2 separate regions of the Mus musculus genome follow, and region 1 is linked to region 2. A link is a contact called in public HiChIP or PLAC-seq data. All regions are on one chromosome and are shown on one strand. Each heading gives the region's core, a stretch centred on a gene start, on an enhancer-like site or on the middle of the called end of the contact. The rest is flanking DNA. Distances are from core to core; before and after follow the strand shown. Region 1 holds the start of Ppp1r15b (protein phosphatase 1, regulatory subunit 15B). Region 2 holds the start of Tmcc2 (transmembrane and coiled-coil domains 2).

Region 1 (7,490 bases), core at 1,099-3,598, 740 kb before region 2:
AGAAAGTAAGGTATGATGGCCAGAGAAGGCCACTGTAGCCTCAGAAGAGGCCTTTGAGTCCTGACGGCCTTTCCAATTCTTCCCTGACGGTTGAAAAGGAGCCTTAAAATTTAAAAGGTTGTAGGGGTCCTCAGAATGACAGAAAGAGTTCCACAATTTAAGATTCTCTGCTTCATCTGCACTCGGTTCCCAGTCATCTTCCTCCCCGGAACTATGGTCGGGGGTCTCCGGAAGGGGTCCCTCCTGACAGCTCCCTACACCACAGCTGCCAGACCAGGATGTCCCTGAATCTGATGGGTCTCTGGGGGCAATTCTGGCAGCCGTCTGAATCGTGGCTGTAAAGTTTTGGGGGTTGTAAGGATCTACACTGTGGAAAGAGTTCCAAAGGTGAAGGCCTTCCGAGTCCTGTTCCACGTCTGATTCAGACAGGGAGCCATCGCTATCAAAGCCATCGTCCTCAGGTTCCTCGCCCCAATCCTCACTTTCAGAATCAGAGCTGGCTTCCAAGTCACTGGGGGCGCCTCCCAAAATATAATCTATCAGTTTGTTGCTACAAACTGGTCTGGTAGAAACAGGAAGGCTCTCTCCTCTATCTGAGAGGTCAGTTGCATTAGTGTGGTCCTCTTCACATTCTTTTTCCACGGGTAATTCACAAAACAGACTGCTTCCCTGGGGGCTCTGTGAAACTTCTTGAATCACCAATTCTGGTTTTTTCTCAGTGGGCTCCGGCCTGTCTGCAGCAGGGGACACCGCCTGTGCTGGGTTATCTGTGCAATGTTGTGGGTCCATCCGGAGAAGGTTATGTTCCTCCTCCAGGCTATGATAGCCATTATCTTGGTCAGGGGTGGGTAACTCTTGCCCTTTGTTAGCCTGGAGGAATTCTAGCCGTTTCATACGAAGGTGGTGGATTTCCGGCAGGCCTTCTGTAGAGAGAGGCGGACACCTTCTCCAGGCGGTTGCCGACATCTCTGCCCGCAACGGCTGAGGGTGACAACCATCTTCAGAAAGATAGCAGCTCTCTGGGGTTAGTGTTCGGAAACCCACAAACTGGCCACCTCCAGCGCTGCTCTGACAGCGCAGCCCTAACTGGGGAAGGTAGTCCAGGTAGGAAGGGTTCAGGAGATAGGAAACTACCTTGAAATTACCTAAGCTCTGAACGCTCAGAGGCCCAGAGGATGAAGAGTCAAGTTCTCGGTGGGAGACTAGACCAGCTTGAAGGCTACTGGGCAGCAACTCCACTCCCCACAGCTGCTGCTCCAGGAGGAAAGTGGGCGCTGCAGAGTCTAAAGCTCTTTCCTGGGCCTTGAGTTTTAACTCCAGGTCTGAGGACGAGCACTGCCACTGGAGTCCCTCCTCTAGCCAATCAAGAGAACTGACAACCAAGTCTTCCGAAGAGTCCAGCCGCAGTGAACTCAGAGACTTCTGCACCGTGGGAGCGGCAGATTCCTCCCGTCCTCTCAAAGCTCTCAGGGCGCTGTAACTTGCGGCAAAATCTAGCCATCTGGTAGGAATCAGGCCCCCGAAAAGCTGGCTCCAAAGCAGCAGCTTCTGGAATAGGCTAGGGAGCAGGGCAAGGAGCTGAGAAAGCAATTTGGTCCAGTACCTGGTCCGACGCTCGGGCAGAGCGGAGTTCCCGGGATTTTGTCGAGAGGAAGGCGGCGGGAACTCCGAAGAGCAGGCGTGCGATCGCCGAAGGAAGGGCAGCCGGAACCAGGAGCCCAGCCGAGGGCCAGGCCGCTTCCGGGCCCTGTGCGTTCCTGTCTCCATCTCCTTTCCTTGGCGGCTTCTCAGACAGGAGGAGGACAGAGCTCAGCGGCGTCAGCGCAGGCTGGATCCGAGGTCTACACAGTCTCCGCCTTGCCCAGCCACGGAGTGGGTACTGCAGTCCGATTCCCGCGCCGGCAGAGGAGGCCCAGAGAGCGGCGGCTTCCGCAACGAGTGCTGCACCGGACGGCCCAGAGGCCCGCGCAAGCGGTGGCGACCGCGGTTAGGTCCATCCCGGCTAGGGAAGGAGACGTCCTAGGCCGTGTGAGATCGCTCCACCATAGAGAAGACCCTCCCTCGCGCGGCGGCGACGGAGACGACGGCGGCGTTTCCGGTGGCCCGCACGGAGGCGCGAAACGCCAAGGCGGAAAGGGTGGCTGGGTGGCAGGCGAGGGCGCAAAGAAGCGAAGCTCAAAATGGCCGCAGCCGCACACCCGGAAGCTGCAGGGCGAGACGGAGGACCGAGGGCGTCTACTCCCTACCGCCCAGCGGCGCCTCACGTCATTCGCCGAACCCCCACCCTTGCCTCCCGAGAGGCGGACTTGCCTCACCCTCGTGCGTGGCCTCTGATTGGCCGCGTCTGTGGTCCCTGTCGGCTTCCTTACTCGGGGTAGAGCGGGGCTCGCACGCGGCGAGTTGCATCAGCCGGACCTAGGATGTACGCTTGCGCAGTCAGTTCATTCTGGTCTCCTAGGAGACTCCGCGCCCCACCCTCTAGGTCAAAGGGAATGGCTGGGGAGGTGAGTGGGTTTCAAGAGAACCCGAGAATTCTCCCGAGCCCTTTTTTATGGATCCGATTGCTAGGCAAATTATCCGCTTATCTGACACGTGTATCGGTCTTCTCCTATTAAGGGCGTAGGAAGACTGGAGTGAAACGATGTAGGCAGTGCTGTATAACCAACTCGCCTGGTGCTAAGACACACATCATCCCTAGTGAATCATAGTGAAACTGAATCACTCACACATTCCTGTCCCCTCTGCTTTAGGATTTCTAAGTCTCTAGCATTGCCTGTGATCTAATTTGGACATCTTTCAGGGTCCATTTGACAAAATACCCCTCAGAAAGAAAAACGCGGTGTTACTAGCAAGCTGAAGTCACAGGTGGGAAGATAACTGTTAACTAACTCAGAAACAGCGCGTTCAATTCACTTATTTCCTCAGTAACAAGAGCCACAGAGTAGAGCATCCGGCGAAGGATAACACATTGGTGACTTTTGTCCTCTGAAAAATATTGGCTGATTAATTTTAATTACTGTAATAAGGGGAGGATTTTGTTTGTTTGAAACAGATTTTACTATGAAGCTCAGGCTGGCCTCAAACTAACCACAATCTTTCTGCCTCGGCCTTCCAACCAAGTACTGGCTGATTTATCTCTTACTAGTTTGGTTTCTTTCTTCCTTTTTTATTTTTATTTTTTTCTTTTCTTACTTATCTATTTATTTGTTTATTTGAGGCCGGGTCTCTCTACAGAGCCCTGACTGTTTGGAACTGGCGATGTAGACCAGGCTGGCCTTGAACTTATTAGTTCTGTCTCTTCCTCTCCAGCAAAGAGATTAAAGGCATGCACCACCATGCCTGGTCTTTAGTTCACTTTCTTATTCTCATTTTAATCCACAATGCAAAGACCAAGTGGCTATCACAGAGCGTAGTGGTTACACTAAGGAGGAGAATCTTGCTGCCCTGGGGGAGGGTCAGCTGATCCTCATGACTTGTTGAGCAAGGAACAAGCTCTTTCTTCCCTGAAACCAAGAGTTTTTACTGTTTACGCCCCCACAACATCTTATTACTTGTGTCTGGCAGTAACTGGTTTCTTAATCCTAAAAGCTTTAGGAAAACGTAATTAGCAATGAGTCGTTTTTTTCATAGTAGCAGGAGGTCCGAGTATGCAAATAAGTTACTTCGGGCTTCAGTTCCTTTTGGGGTGAAGCCGAGAGGATCATCTAACCGCTGGGTGAGGGGCTGTATCCCCAGGCAGAGAGGGTAGGAACACAAACACTAGCTAATATTCTGCTCTCGTTCTTCTTTACAATCCTCCATTGTTTACCACTGCCTACAAAATAAAGAAAGGCTCTGTTCAGCCTGCGCTGCCCGAATGCTCTCCAGCCTTCGCTTCTGCGGCTCCTCCTCTGGAGCACAGGACTTGTCCTTCCTCCGAGCGTTAGAGGAAAGACCTCACCTTTTCTTGTGGTGTATACCTACTTACACTCCCAGTTTCAACTTGAAGGTCAAGGTCTGCTTGAGGCCTCAATGGCCCTACGGGTCAGAATCTGTTGCTCCTTTTCAAGGCTGATTCACGCCTTTTAGTGGCGTTTAACAATTTGCACCAGCCCTTCCTGTAAATGTACCCTCCAGTCCAGGCAGTAATGAAAGAACTGTACCAACGTTTCAATTTCCCAATGAGGAGGAACTGTTCTCTGTAGAAAGTTCCCCTAAGTTGGTTTTTAAATGACACATTAGAATCTCTGTGCGATTCCTTTTTAATTGTTTGTTTCGTTAGTTCAGAATTTCTTCCATTTGTGTAATATGTTTTTATCGTGTTCTCTTCCTGTGATCCTGAGCAGGTAATTATCGCTCAAGTCATGGTTCCAGTGCCTTTTTTGTCTCTTGTTTTTGCCTTGTTCTGAGACTCTGACCTCAGGTCTCATGCTAGTACCCCAAGCTCTTTCCCCACCTCCTCAACCCCTAGGTCAGAATGTCTTAAAAATTCTCCACAGTCTCTTTTCACCAAGACAGTTTTATGTGATCACAGGTAATGGTATACAAGACAAACATTTACTGATAATGACTCATAAATTTAGTTTAAAACAATTTTATATACCTATAGTTATACCATTTATTAAAGGCATAAGTAAATTTGTATACTAGTAAAATGAAGGGCTAGAAAGACAGCTCAGCAGTTAAAAGCACTGGATGCTCTTTTAGAGAACCTGGGTTCAATTCCCAACACCCACAGATTTACTCACAGCTGTCTGTAACTCCAGTTCCAGGGGATCCAAGGCCTTCTGGCCTCCTCTAGCATACATATGGTGGACAGTCATGCATGCAGACAAAACAAAACAAAACAAATACATATTATAAAATAAAAGAAAAACCTAATAAATGGATGTGACAAAATTTACATATGCTTGGCTAAATGTTTAATACTGTAAGATCCACAAGATTGTCTATTTATGAGTTTATTTATTTTTTTAGAGAAGCTTAAAGAGAATAAATTTATACATAAATACCGCAAGGATTAGCACACTTCATCTGATGAGATAAGTTTCTTTCCTAGTTAAGTAAATGATGGCAGGTGATTGATATTTTATAATCACCAATGCTTGGAAAGTCCTTCACATAAATACAGTAGAACAAAATGGCTGCAGTATGGCTAGGGGCTATTCCAGAAATTCTGTCTTGGTTCTAGGTCATAACGCATGACTTAGATGACTTGCTCCTTTGTTTGTTTGTCTATCATGGAACTCACTCTGTAGGCCAGGCTGGCCTCAGATTCACAAGGATTCTCCTGCCTCTGCCTCCACAGTGCTGGGATCAAAGGCGTGTACCGCCAAGCCCAGCCTCAATCAGTGACTTTTAGATTATACTTACATGGGTATTTTAAGTATATACTGTGTGAACTCAAACCATAGTGCACATGTGAAGGGCACGGGACAAAGTCTGTGAGACTTTGGCTCTCTCCGTTTACCAAGCGGGTCCTGGCTGCTAAACTCAGGTCATCAGGCTTGTAACAAGTTCTAGGCCATTTTCCTAGCCCCACCCCTCTTTTTAAAGACAACATAAAATGAGGATATATATATATATACCTCCCGAACTCCCAGGGACTAAACCACCGACCAGTTCAGAGGAATGCCAGGGAGGTGAGGTAGGAGTGGGTGAGCAGGTAGAAGAGCACCCTCCTAGAAGCAGGGGGGAGGGAGGAGGAGATCGAGGGTTTGCGGAGGGAAAACCGGAAGGGGGACAACATTTAATATGTAAATAAATAAAATAACCAATAATAAAATAAAATAAACACAAGTATCTATTCCCTGTGCTGTTTTCATTGTAATTTTTTATTCTTCTTATCTTGGAAGTTATTCTGGGAGGAACATGCATCCAGAAAGCACTTAAAGGCTGCGAAAATTTGAGGTTTTTTTCTGGCAGTCTTGGTGGGAAGAGAAAGGTGAATCAGCCTTCCGGCCAGAGGTCAGAGGTCAGAGGGCAGCTCTATGCACAGAGATAAGCACCTTAGCGTCGTGCTAGCAGCTGAAGACAAGTCGTCCTTGGACTGACAGACTGACTGGCACTTTGGCAGAAGACAACTAAAGCCTAGTTCATTGTATTTAAGATGTTGCCAGGCCTCGGCTAAAAGGCACACGGCATTTGATTGCGTTTTCCAAATCTTCCTTATTCCGCACATCTCACTGTTCAGGCCTCATGTCCCAACTTTCCCACTCACTTGCCCCTGATTTAGCTCTTCTGTGTGTTTTGTTGTTATTTAGCTTTTGTTTAAAAAGTGACTTACTTATTTTATGTGCATTGGTATTTTGCCTGCATGTGTTTTGAATCCCCTGCAACTGGAGTTACAGACAGTTGTGAGCTGCCATGTGGGTGCTGAGAATTGAACTTCTTCTTGAAATGCAGCCATTGCTCTTAAGCTCTAAGCCATCTCGCTATCCCCTGTTGTTTAGTTTTTATTTTTATTTTTAAAGATTTATTTATTTATCTTATGTGAACGAGTACACTGTAGCTATACAGATGGTTTCGAGCCATCATGTGGTTGCTGGGATATGAACTCAGGTCCTTTGGAAGAGCAGTAAAGTGCTCTTAACTGCTGAGCCATCTCTCTAGCCCAGTTTTTTAATTTTTTAAGACTGAGTCTCACAAAGTAGCCCAGGCACTTTGGACTCATCCATCTCCCTGCTTCAGCCTCCAAGTGCTGCGATTACAAAAGTGTGCCCCCATGACAGATGCTGTTCACCCACTTAACCTCTCAGAGAAGGGGAGGGGGACCACAGGCATTCCTTTAATTTATTCTATTGTGACCCATTGCCTGGTACCATAGTGAGTTTAAAGTCTCTCCAGAGTGAAACTCTGTCTCAACAAAACAGAAGCAACCGCCCTTCTTTCCCTTGCCTCTGTCTTACTCCAACATCCTTTGCTGGCGCAATTGTCCTGCAGTGCATGCAGCCTTGCTAGGGAAGTCACTCAAGCTTGCTGACTGCTTTCATTCACACCGGACCACTAACAGCATCAATGCTGGGTAGCCTACCATCATCTCCTAGTAATTCATTCAGTGTTTCCCAGGCCTTGAGCAGATGACTTCACAATGTTCCCACTTCCAATTCCCAGCCTCCCCATAAATCCACGTTCTTGGCTTAGAATCCCACCTCATACTTCATTGAGAAAACATAAACTCACTTCATTTTTCCCTGCTTAATCCACCTATAGCTGATCCTTTAACCTTATTATACAGCCAAGATCCCAGCCCATCAGTTCAGTTAAGGAACCTGACCTTGTTAGCATTTCTCTGTAGCACACAAGATTCACCCTCCCCACTCTGGCTGGTGAGATGGCTCAGCGATTAAAAGCACTGACTGCTCTTCCGGAGGTCAGGAGTTCAATTCCTAACAACCATGTGGTGGCTCACAACCACCCTAATGAGAAACAAACAACAACAACAACAAAACCAAACCTGTGGGCCAGAGTGAGCAACCCCGCACCGCAGCTGCCAGAGCGAGCGAGGCCAG
Region 2 (7,020 bases), core at 2,107-4,606:
TTGACTGATTGTACGTCCCTTTCAGAAATGGTTGAGATCTATTTGAATTCTATGGATGACATCTATGATAGAGGTCATAGCCTGAAACCTTGTGCCACGCAGTGTCTAGATACTTTATATATATTACTCAACACTCTAAGAGGTAGATAGCCATTACCCCAATTTCCAAATAACTAAGAAACTTGGACACGGATTAGGGATGGAGGTGTAGTTTAGTGGTAGAACATATGCTTAATATGTGTGAATCTCTGGGTTCAAGTCCCAGTAGCTCACCCTGAAAAGAAGGAAAACAAAGAGGATTTTTATGAAACACACCAAAGACTTCCTGTTGATGTATTTCACACCTTGGACATTGTTATGGCTATTCCTGGCTGTCAACTTAACTACATCCGGAATGAACTATAACCCAGAGCTGGAGGGCACACCTGTGATCCAGATCTTGAGGCTGGAAGACAAAAATTTCTGACCCAGATCTCAACATGGGATGACACACACCTTTGATTCAGATCTTGAGGCATAGTGGCCATGAAAAGCTTAGGTTCATGCAATGTGGTACAAGCCTTTAATCCCAGAAGACTGAGGAAAGCAGGTCTCTGAGTTCAAGGCCAGCCTGAGACAGAGCAAATTCCAAATCCAGGCGTGGTGGCACACCATTCCTCCTCCTGAAGGCTCCATAAGGTTGGAAGACAGAAGACTCACTCTTCATCATCTGCTTGCACTTACTTGCCAGCACATCTGCTGGAGCCTACTTCTTCAGGATTCCAGCTTATACAGAAGACAAGCTGAAGCAACCATCCTCCTGGGACTGAGCAACTACCAGATTCTTGGACTTCCTATTCACCGCTGACCATTGTTGGGTTAGTTGGATTGTAGACTGTAAGTCATTCCACTACATTCCCTTAAGAACATTCCACAAGTTCTATGACTCTTGAGAACCCTGGCTAACACAGACATAATAAATACATAATACTATTTTAAAAATCAAACCTAAGCCAGATGCTTCTAATTTCAACCCTCAGAGGCTGATTCAGGGAGATTACAATTTAGAGGCTACCCTGAGCTATTCATAGTGAAGCACTGCCTCAAAATCAAACTTGGATGATCATCGATTTGTTATAGAAATGAAGCATAAGTAAAAATTATGATGTTTTCTGCTTCCTAGGGGTTATTTAATTTTCTGTTATGAATTTATTTACTGTATTTTCATATGTACAAGTGCTTTGCCCACATGTATGACTATGCACCACGTGTGTGCCTGATGTTTAATGCTCAGGCAGCCTGGAAGAAGTGGTCAGAGAAAATGTTAGGTTCCCTGGGACGGAAGTTGTTAGCTGCTATTTGGGCACTGCTATTTCGAACCCAGGACCTCTGGAGGAGAGCCCAGTGCTCTTAACTGCTGAGCCATATCTCCAGCCCCATTCTTGAAGGATTCTCGAAGAACCCCTTCTGCTCTTCTTTAGCTTGGAGTCAAGAAGGGCCCACTGTGTGTTCCAAACCCATTGCCACCCAAGACTTGCTCATGCTTTAGGGGCCTCTACACGTTCCTCTCTCAGCCCAGGCAGAGAGCAGTGTGTTTCTCTCCTTTGTACCATGTACCGAGGGAATCTGCTCTCCACGCCCCCCCCCCAGCTTGTCTAGTCCCTGCCCACGATCTGCTCTGGCTCTGGCACTCTGCCATTCCTCAACATTGAAAATCCAAAAGGCTTATAGCTTTGCATTCCCAAACTGTGCCTGATACCGTGTAGTGGATATGGGGTGGGGAGGTAGAGTGTTTTTGCATTCCCAGCCCATTCTAAATTCCCATCTTCTAAAAACAGAGCAGCTTAGTTTAGAAAGTGGCTCCCTGAATAGAGTAAATTCTTAACAACTTGGTCTCTTTTAGGATACACATCAAAATAAGGGACTGGAATGGGGGAAAGGCTTAACAGAGTTAGGAAACTCACAGACTAGTGGGACCGAAGTGAGGCAAGAAGGGTTTGGTGAGTGTGAAAGAGACTGGCAAACTGTAAAATCCTTCAGAGAAAGCTCTGTGACTCACAGGGGGAGGCGCAGCCTTTTACAGTAGCCCAGGCCTGTGTTTCTCAGATGTTACCTTGTGTGAGAATTACCCGACGGGCTTGTGAAACATGGATCTTTGGGTCCATGACTTCTGATTTAGTTGTATCCAGGAATTCGTATTTCTGTCTGGTTCCCTGGTGGTGGTGATGATGATGATGACTACGATGGTGATGATGCAGGGTCCAGTCTATGCCTTAAGAACTACTGGATGCTGAATAAGGGCAACCCATCCATGCCAAAGAAGGCATACAGTTTGCAGAACGAATAGGAATTAATAGAGTAGAATACTACTACTCTCCATTTTTTGGTAGCTCCATCTGCTCTCATCTTCCAAACTGCTTAGCAATAGTATGGGGCAAATGTAACATTCTTTTTCCAGTCTTCAGTACATATCATTAATACCTACCATTAATACCCATTCCTTTTAAAAAGCTGCTTCTGGTGAGCATGTATTTGGGCACTGAGTTTCTAAACATAAAGCCTGCGTTCTTATGAGATGTGTATTTAAAACAGAGAAAGAGGGGATGTAGCAGAACAGTCCCTCTCCTTTGCTTTTGTAGCTATGAAGGTAGGCATGGGTTTGCGACCCAAACCACCTATTCTAGAAGGGACTAGCTTGTCTCTAACTGAAGGGATGCATATAATATAAGGTGCAGAGTTAGGGGAGTGATGATAAACACTTAATGTGTCCCCCAACAAAGCGAATGGGCGGGGTGATCGTGAAGGCCTAGCCTGGGAGAGGTGGCTCCAAAGCCGGCACAGAGCTGAGCTCCAACACAGCCTCAGCCCTCCAGACCCTCCCGGGGGACGCGCGGTGCAACCAAGCCTACAGCGGTGTCCGCGCGCCGTTGCGCAGCCCTCCGGCCTTCCCATTGGCGGGCGGCGCCATCTGCGCTCGCCTCGCCCTGGCGCTGGCGGGCGGAGGCCCGGGCGGGGTAGGCCGCGCTCGCGGCGGGCTGTGGCCGCAGCCTTGCGCGGCTGCTGACGAGGAGCGGGGCGCGGGGCGGGAGGAGGCAGGCCCATGCGGGGCGGCGGCGGGCGGCGGGCGGCGGCGGGGCCGGGTGCCCAGGGCGGCCCTATGGGACCCGCCCGGCCGGCTCCCGCGTGCCCTGCCTGGCCCAGCAGTCCGGCCTGCGGGCGGGGATGCGCGGTGTGGTCCAGCTCCCCGCCGCCCTGCGGGGCCCTGAGGCAGAAAGTTTGGGGGTCGGGAGCGGCCCCCCTCCCGCGCCAGTGACTGCCTAAGGACCGCTGCAGCCCGGCTTCGCCCGCGACCTGCCTCCGCTCCCCAGGTCGGAATGAACTATCCTAAGGCTCCCCCTCTTCGCCCCTCCCTCATCCTCCTTTAAAAAGATAATTTCTTAAATTCAAGAACTCGTGATCTGCCTACTCCCCTCGTCCATAATTTAAACCCCAGGTCTTTTGAGTGCAAGAGGGGGGTGCGGTCTCTCCCCAAGATAGCACGCTAGAAGGACAGATTCCCCTTGCCGACCCACTTACACCATGAAGAGGTGCAAATCGGACGAGCTGCAGCAACAGCAGGGCGAGGAGGATGGGGCTGGGATGGAAGACGCTGCTTGCCTTCTGCCAGGCGCGGACCTCCGGCATGGGGAGGCCTCGAGTGCTAACTCCGCTGGCGGGCCAACTTCAGATGCTGGCGCTGCGGTGGCACCCAACCCGGGTCCCCGAAGCAAGCCTCCTGATTTAAAGGTGAGCGCAGACCGTCTCCAGGCAAGCCCAGCCCGCCACGTAGCTTCCCCCACCCCTCGCAGAAGTGTCTTAACCGAATAAAAGTGATGGGGAAGCTCGCAAAGGTCAGAGAGGATGAATGATGTTCGGCTAGGTTCGGAGGGGGAAGCTAGGCACCATTTGTTCCTGTCTATCAGCTCCATCTCAGTCCTCTGTGTTCTTCATTATTCAGCAAACGTTCTAATGACTCACTCATCTGAGATTGTTTGAAGAACGTGTGTGAAACCCTATTTTGCAGACAAAGGGCTGGCGAGATCTAAGATGCTAACTTAGAAAGTTCACAGTACTCTCCCTTCTGTAGGAAGGCTAGAGAAGAAGATTGTAGCTTGGGAAGCTAAATAGGTGACCGTTACCTTCCTATGCCAATTAGCCTCCTCCGAGTGCGGATTTTTTTTTTTTTTTTTTTTTTTGAGCATCTTCCTGAACGAAGCTCAGTTTGTCCATCTATGAAAGGGGGGTGTAGATGTCTTGCCGTTAGGTGGAGCCAGAGGTTAAGCTAGTGCTTGGAGATCCCTCTCTGCCTCCTGAACCAACCCCCAGGGTGGAGAACTGACAGGTGGCAGGGCAGAGCCTGGGCTGATTGGGGCCTCGGTTCAAGTTGCACACATGCTGAGCCGGCAGCTAGAACCAGAATTGGAAAGGACCGTTCACATGGAGCTGTTTATTTTCCAGCCCGAGGTCTTCCAGACTATTGGCGAGCTGTATTGAATACATCTCTGTATCAATTACAGCAGCAGCCAGGATAAATAATGCGCCTTTGCTGGAGTTACCATCGGGACTGCCAGCTCAGGCTCCTTAGGCCAGCTCACAACTGGGCTGAGAGAGATGTCAGCTCCCGGAAGGAACTTAAATGCCTTGGGGATTGATGCCTTGGAAATTTTCTCCGGAAAGGGTGCAGGGTCTGGGATAGGGGAGCAGAAAGGCCTCCCGTTAGGTTAAAGCCTTGTCCAAATGGCTGTGGGCCCCGGAGGAGCTCACTAGAATAAGCTAATGACATTCCTTCTTTGGTCTGAGCAGCTCAAAGTCAGGAAGCCAGGTGAGTGCATGTGTGCTTTATGTGTGTGTGTGTGTGTGTGTGTGTGTGTGTTGTCCCTTGGGGAAGAGAGCCCACTCACTCCTTGTGGGACTTTTAAATTTTTGTGGAAGTTTTGCAAACCTGACCTCTTTCCACCCACCTTATGTGTAATGATGGACTAGTTGAACACCTAGGCTTTCTTCACAAAGCTTGTGATTCCCTCAGGCTCCAAGAAGTGTCACTCCCTCCCCCAAGTGACATGTTTTTTGTTTTAACTGAGATGGTAAGTCCCTTTAATGCTGCCGAGAGGAACAGGGGGTGACCTTTCGACCTCCCTCTGCTGGCTGTGCTAAGGGGGCTGTAGTTTCTGTGTCTATAAAGCTGCCCAAGGCTCCTTGTCTGTACCCTCCTGTGTCATCTTTTTTGATGACATTCATTTTGAACAGGGGCAGATAGAGCGATAGCACTGCACTTGACTACAATATGTTAACCGCTGAGCCGTCCTGAGGAGGAATTGAGAATTGAGGACCCTTACACACACACACACACACACACACACACACACACACACACTTCTATATAGCCCAGGCAGTGTGGATCCAAGCTTATGCAAGCACGGGGAGACTCACAGAGCACTTGCCTGTTTATCTCTGTCTGTCTCATCACAACATGTTTACTGCAGGACAGAGACCTCTCTACCAGATGTGACTCAGGGCTACCAAAATGTGACATGTCACTTAACTTTTCTGAAGAAAGGAACAAGGGATATTGGAGTGTGGCTAAACTTGTTTTCCAGTGCTGGACAAGTTTCCCATGGCTGACAGTTTAGTGGAAAAATTTCATCATTGTCTCTGGAACTGGGTGGGGGCTGACTTGTTCTGAATTTGACAATGATACCAAGAGGAAATGCGTTTGCTTTTTAATCTGGAATGCCTTTCCCGTGCCTGTGTTTAGTTGATGCTGTTCAGGAGCTCTGGCTTGCTTTTGCTTTCATTTTGAACTTGGAGATAGGAACTTTCAGTCCCTTAGTCCCACTTCTATTTTCTTGTGACAGCTCCAGGCATGGGGACTGATTGTGTGTCAATGGAGACAGTCATCTTGATTGTTGAGCAAGGAGCGAAGGCATGGAAAGCTCTGTCTAAAGCACCTCCATAGCAGGAGAGAAAGAGGAGAATCTGGTCTTTGCTAGAGATCTGAATGATGCCCGGCTAGTGATGCTCAGCAGTGTCAGGGGCTTCGGCTATCTCTGGTCCTTCAAGGATGATCATACTGCACGATGTGCATTTCTTGGCTTATTTTGTGTGGAGGTTGGGGTAGGGGTGGATGTCCTGAGATCATAACCAGCGTCTTGAGCATACTAGACAAGCCCTCTATCACCGTAAATTTCTTCTGTGGTAGCTTGGAATCTGTGATTATGTGGTTAGGGGGTGGGGGTGGGGGTCTGGAAAATAGTTACATAGTAACATTTTAAAATGGTAACTATAACAGAAAAGCAACCTGCGAATGGGCCCGGCCCCACAGGAGGCTTCTGTAAACACTTCTGAGGCTTTGCCAGAGCTTCAGATAAGCATGAATCCTCCAGGGGGAAAGATCTCAGCAGACAGTATGTAAGGGGAGCCTGATAGTTAAAATGGATTCCTTTAACCACTCAAGCTCACATCTCCATTCACTTGGTCTCATGATTCCATCCTTTGCTGCTATCCAGAGTCCTTGCTTGTTGAGGAGAGACTGGCTGGCTGACCTAAAGTGTAACAGAATTCTCTAGTGAGGAGACTGGCTGTAGTGAGAAGGGGTGGGGAGGAGCTTAGGGGAACTCCGCACACAGAGATCCTGTTTAGAATACAGCCTGTGGCTGAGGCCTGGGAGAATGGCTGAGCGTAGTGTGCAGCTCTTCCTGAAGGCATTGCCCACCCTCCACCACTCCAATCCCACCGCTCCGTGCAGGAACAGAGCCTTTTCTGAGAGGAAAAGCCAGAGGATGCTGGCCAGGGAAAGTTCCCAGAGGTGCTCTGTCCTCTGGGATTTCTGAACAGCATCATCATCACTCCTTAAAGAAGATAGGAGAGTTCCACCTTCATGTTGTTCCTGTGTTGTTGGAAGCGCTCTTGACTCAAGGCTCAGATCCTGTTCCTCTGTTCATAGCTTATTCTGTTCTCTCTTCCTACTGAGTGAGGATCAGGGAAGACAACAGACACCAAGGG

The links. HiChIP or PLAC-seq counts read pairs in DNA pulled down with a chosen protein or histone mark.
Region 1: a contact with region 2 is called in an H3K4me3 HiChIP or PLAC-seq map of bone marrow-derived macrophages, with 4 times the contacts expected there. The contact joins the promoter of Ppp1r15b here to the promoter of Tmcc2 in region 2. A contact is called at or near these places in 1 of 39 promoter capture datasets (cranial neural crest), 1 of 484 Hi-C or Micro-C datasets (the G1E-ER4 cell line) and 2 of 115 datasets of contacts at active chromatin or transcription factors (bone marrow-derived dendritic cells and bone marrow-derived macrophages).

What each region holds. Positions count from the first base shown.
Region 1 is chr1:133,126,024-133,133,513 of GRCm38.p6, reverse strand. It overlaps Ppp1r15b (protein phosphatase 1, regulatory subunit 15B), which reads right to left and starts at 2,348. Exons shown (of 2, transcript NM_133819.3): 1 at 1-2,348. The coding sequence starts at 1,767.
Region 2 is chr1:132,387,722-132,394,741 of GRCm38.p6, reverse strand. Tmcc2 (transmembrane and coiled-coil domains 2) reads left to right here and starts at 3,356. Exons shown (of 5, transcript NM_178874.3): 1 at 3,356-3,765. The coding sequence starts at 3,559.